2 separate regions of the Acanthopagrus latus genome follow, and region 2 is linked to region 1. The links are chromatin contacts, called in public Hi-C maps. All regions are on one chromosome and are shown on one strand. Each heading gives the region's core, a stretch centred on a gene start, on an enhancer-like site or on the middle of the called end of the contact. The rest is flanking DNA. Distances are from core to core; before and after follow the strand shown. Region 1 holds the start of pphln1 (periphilin-1). Region 2 holds the start of pus7l (pseudouridylate synthase 7 homolog-like protein).

Region 1 (2,654 bases), core at 77-2,576:
CTCCTTATGTTTACATGTGCATACCTTTGATTGTGATAAAACAAGGTCTAAAATGACGAGAGGAAAATAAACAGTGAAATCACTTCATATACACTTACCGGTCTCTCTGTTATAAAGCGTTCATCATACATCTCTCGTATACTCCTGTCTCTCCTGTATGTCACTGTGAAAGGCAAAAAGTGAAAGATACAAGTAACTGCGTAAGGGTGGTTCCACAAAATAAATACTGAAAACTAGTCTGTACTTATTAGAAGTGTCAACTGTAGTTTATATCTATTTTGATGACAACTGTGGGAACTGGAAAAGTTTATGTTTGTCTATTTATGGGAAAGCATTTTAGGTTCTCTTCCTTAGTCTGGAAAAGCTGCAACACTGAGACTGCTCTTACAAATATACTGTTTACAATATACAAAATGCTCTGAATATCGTCCAAATTTTGTATATGCGACTTGAGAAATGTTGCAATCCACATCTTTAATTTCAGATCAATTTAAACAGTAGGAGCAGTTCTCTTGTTTGGTGTCAAACAACGTGATGACGAATGAATGTAATCCATAACAAAAGGCACTAACTTACTGTTGGACACAGGAACTTCTGTGAATCAGGGTGATATTGTGAAAACAAGATCTTCAACACTATCTGTAAAAAGATTTCAGTAACACAGACAGAGTTCAGACACTTAGATTTTATATCAAGCAACTGTTTTGGTCTTTCATAATCAAGCTCATGAAAGACAACAGGTAAGACCTATGTTTTGTGAGTTATAATGAAAACTAAAACCTCTGTTTTGCCACAAATACAACACAGTGTGAAATAAGGTAAGAGAGAGAGCACTCTGTGATGTAATCAAACAACATGAGCCGGCTGATGTTTCTCTGCAGAACAGACTGGCCCATTTGACCAACGACCCCAAATTCAACATAGCACCAGCTTGACAGCACCCACCCAATAACCACCTACCCGGTACGTTACAAAAACCCAATTAATATTTTCTCTGACTGTTAATTTACCTACTACTGCAGGTCCAAGTAGAAAGGACAGCTAGCGTTGCTAATTAGCTAGCCTCCATATATGCTGCAAACACCCGCACGTTTTATTTCATCTGAGGGCCAGTTAACTCAACAATACTTACACACAAAAATGGTGTATGAATATTTACGGCGGAATATGCCATCGTATACATGAATGTGTGCAAAACAGCCCACAGAATCGGCAATTTATTCCACACAAGTTAGCAAAGCAGGCTTACCTTCTCCTATCGTTTAGTTAGCCTAGCCTTTCCGTTAGCTACATGTACAAAGGCTGTATTATTGGATGAGGAGTGTGTCACGTCATCAAGCTGCGACGCACGGCAATGGCGTTTGTTGCTGTTTGCTAGCTGCTTGCGAACACACACATTTCTGCAGTTTTAGACACATTTAGTTATTACTCAAACGCTGTAGGCTGTGTTGGTAAGTCATTTGGTGCTTTAAGTAACGTTAAAGTCTACAAAGTTACCGATACATAAACTACTAAGCCGAGTGGACTAACAGAGCTAGCAAAGCAGCTAGCTATGCATTAGACATATCTTATGCTCATATGGCTGTCTTAGTTTTGGGTTTATAGTTTTTGTCGGATGCGTTCAGTATGAGCGGAGGTTTGGCGCCAAGCAAAAGCACCGTTTATGTGTCCAACCTGCCATTCTCTCTTACCAACAATGACCTACACAAGGTAAGTGAGCCCTTTATAATTATTTATGCTAGTGTTTGTCAGTGTCATGGGAGAATGGTTTCACTATTGTCTCTAAATGTACGCAACTTCCTTAATGAAACTAAACTCTTTCCCCAATTTCAGCTATTCACAAAATATGGAAAAGTTGTAAAGTAAGTAAGGTTCTGTCATCATTTTTAAAATATATTTTATACAGCAATGTGTAAACCAAACAAACTAACCACATAAGGAACACATAACTCTCAACAACCAGTGAAAGGCTCTGTAGTAACATAGTAGTTTTTTTTGTGTGTGTTTTTTTTTTAACATAGGTTTTAAATATGTAATAATTATAACAACTGTCTCATTCCAGGGTTACAATCGTGAAAGATAAAGACACTCGCCAGAGTAAAGGAGTGGCGTTTGTTCTCTTCCTCGACAGAGAATCGGCTCATAACTGTGTCAGGGCCGTGAACAACAAGCAGGTGCGTCTGCGTCACATTCAGATCACTTGTCTTCCCATAAGCTGCAGGCTGCTTGTCATTGCCATTTCTCATAATGGATGTTCACTTGCCATACTTGTGTGTTTCTTGTGATTGTGTTTGTATCCCAGTTGTTCGGCAGGACACTGAAGGCGAGCATTGCTGTCGACAACGGGCGAGCGACTGAGTTCATAAGGAGACGGGATTATGTAGACAAAACTAAATGTTACGAATGTGGGGTCAGTGCATATTCATCATTTTTGTTTGTCGTGTGATTTTGTTACATTTTATTTTAAATTGCCTGCATAATCTTTCTTTTTTTTTTCACATCTCAGGACACAGGTCATCTGAGCTACGCATGCCCCAAAAACATGCTGGGTGAGAGGGAACCTCCGAAGAAGAAGGAAAAGAAAAAAAAGAAAAAGGCTCAACAACCTGAGCATGTGTAAGTATAAAGTACTTACACATGTTGATGTTGTGAGA
Region 2 (2,654 bases), core at 115-2,614, 130 kb before region 1:
GTGATGTGATATAGTGTTGACTCACGTTGTCTCAGCATGTAAACATATCCAGAATACAGAAATCAATGCTGGGAAACAGTACACACACACACACACACACACACACACACACACACACACACACACACTCCCTGCACTCTTGTGTGTTGCCCAAAAACTCTTCTTCCTTTCCGCCTGAAGAGTACTATTAAAAGGGAGTTAAAGGAGCATTTCTCGCTCTTCACAACAGGCACATTTTGACATCTTTTACCTTATCTTATGACATAAATCATGTGAAGGGCACAAACATGTACACTTTTGCTGGTGGTAACAGATACAGACTGACAGATTGACAGACTGACTACTTGTCTGAGGAATTTGGAGCAACATATGTAAACACATGCACTATTTCTCAGCTCTTATCATAGACACAGATGAGTTACAACTTCCTTAGAGGGAGAAAACTGCAAGATGATCCTCCAAGTGGTATGTTTTTAATACTGATGCTGCTGCGTCTCAGCTGCTCTGGACAAGGGCCCTGAAATTGTCCCCGCCTGGGACTGGGGTAGGACTTACATCTGCTTTAAATTTTAAGGAAGGGAAAATACCTTCTTTACCACGTTGCAGTGCTTTTATTGCTATTTTACAAATGAGGTTCTTAAATACCATGCTTTAGTGATGATGTCAGTGTATTTCTGTAAAAAGATTTGTTTTCCCCCACAGCAGTTAACACACAGCTGGAGTGTCAGCGGAGCCAAAGTATTCCAAAACAATGGGAGTAAGTGATGGAACAGAGTGCTCGTTCCCGTTTTCTATCCACAAGTACTTGAATTACAAAATGTACAGTATAATACTTCACACAGACACACAGCTCCCATAAACATCAAAATGTGAGGGGTTGAGTTTGATGCTGATTGACTGTCTTGCCATGAGCAGCCAGTAAGTTTAGCTTAGCATAAAGACTGGAACCATACACATACAATCAGCAAACATCAATATATTCTTAGGAGCTGGATAACTCATTTCTTAAGACAGCTCAAGAGACTGGGATGTATTATGCTGAATCATTTATTTATGCTAGATGGAGGAGGCATAAGCGACACAAATGAGAAGAGTGGGTAGTGCCAGACCCATTCTGAAGGTCACTTCCTAAACAGGGAGTATTTCACCCCCGACAGACCCCATAGACTTGCTTGGTGTCCAAATAAGGTTACTCTTTACTGATCTACACAGATGAAAGGATTCTACAAGAATCTAAACAAGAAACTATTTTTACCTCCGTTGTCCTACGTCACGTTGTGTGATCCTGCCGTCACATGGATACACAATCTAGAGACTGGCTGTCTGAAAGTGTCCAAGGCATCAGATCAATTGGCCTTGGTTGCCTAGGAGACAGAGTCAGCATTATCAGGACAGCTGCCTTAACCAGTCATCCGTAGAAAAAACAGGGATCAACCAGCGTCCAAGAGATTATGACTTCTTACCTTAAAGGTAGGAAAGGCGACTCTGGGGAAAGATAGTTGATTTGCTGTCCCAGGTTGTCAAATACAGATATTATGGGTTAAAATCTGGGCCTTATACTGGCCCAAAACATCAGTATTCATTGACCTGGGAATGAGATTCAACAATTGACTATCCCTCTCCAGAATCGCCTTCCCCAACTTTGAGCCTAAAGACGGATATAGTCCTTCAAAGTGGGTTTGGACACAGGGATGTTTGAGGTAAAGTGCTAGGTGGTTCACCATAGCACTCAGAGAAACAGAGACAATGTAGTGATGCTCACCTCTCTTCGTTTGGGCATCTGAGGGCTCGAGCCTATGGATGAGCATACAGGAAGTATGGTGCCAGTGTTGGACCTATGTCTTTTTTCTCCATCTCCTTCCAGTCTGGTCAGGCAAGAGAGAGTGCAGGGCTTTGCTTTGAGAACAAAGTGAAGCCACTCACATACAGAGCTGGTGGTACAGACCACCATATTAGGTCCCTCCATTGCAGAGGCAGGTGTGACAGGAAGTCAGTTCAAGCACTTGGTTGTAAAGCAGAAAGGGGGTGTCACTTCATTAAAACTGTGGTTGGTGTCCCCAGTCCGCTCAAAGGAAGGGTCTGTTGCACTGTGCGCCGTTTTCTGCTGGGCGTAAGATAGGGCCCATTGTTTGCCCACTGTTTCAAACGGGTGAATATGAAGCGCCGCCCAGCTTGGAGCACGTCACCCATCAGTGTGTCTTTATTGGTCAGGAGCAGCATAGTCCGTTCTGGTAGTCGTAAGTTTTCCGAACGGCAAACAGGAATACCACAGCCCTCTCTCTCTTTTTTCACCAGTCATGTAGCACAAACTAAAAAAAAATGTTTATATCTTTCTAGTGCATCGACAGACCTGTTTTGTGCAAGGGCCATTGTCCCAGCACTGAAAGGACATCTTTAAGGGTCAACTGCAGTGGGGGTCATTTCTCAAATCAACGTCAACAACATTTTCTCATAACACCCTACATTTCACATCTGTATCATTTAAGTCTTAGAGCGTTCCCACATTTTCCCAAGAGGTTGCTCAATGTTGATATAGTTGCGCAACATTAATCTCCAGACAGCAGAACTGGTCCGAGCACCTCCAGTAAAGGGCTTTTTGCTGCACTCTGTGTCCTCCCTGCCCACCAGCATCCTTTACATCACAGAGTGTCTTT

What was found. A called contact is a pair of places that touch in the nucleus more often than the background predicts.
Region 2: a contact with region 1 is called in a Hi-C map of liver, with 5 times the contacts expected there. The contact joins the promoter of pus7l here to the promoter of pphln1 in region 1. A contact is called at or near these places in 3 of 4 Hi-C or Micro-C datasets (liver and muscle).

The regions. Positions count from the first base shown.
Region 1 is chr14:10,739,448-10,742,101 of fAcaLat1.1, reverse strand. pphln1 (periphilin-1) reads right to left here and starts at 1,326. Exons shown (of 10, transcript XM_037121331.1): 1 at 1,250-1,326; 2 at 577-639; 3 at 99-163. The coding sequence starts at 577. zcrb1 (zinc finger CCHC-type and RNA-binding motif-containing protein 1) reads left to right here and starts at 1,569. Exons shown (of 7, transcript XM_037121332.1): 1 at 1,569-1,710; 2 at 1,834-1,862; 3 at 2,063-2,174; 4 at 2,303-2,410; 5 at 2,507-2,616. The coding sequence starts at 1,627.
Region 2 is chr14:10,867,489-10,870,142 of fAcaLat1.1, reverse strand. It overlaps pus7l (pseudouridylate synthase 7 homolog-like protein), which reads right to left and starts at 1,364. Exons shown (of 10, transcript XM_037122117.1): 1 at 1,256-1,364.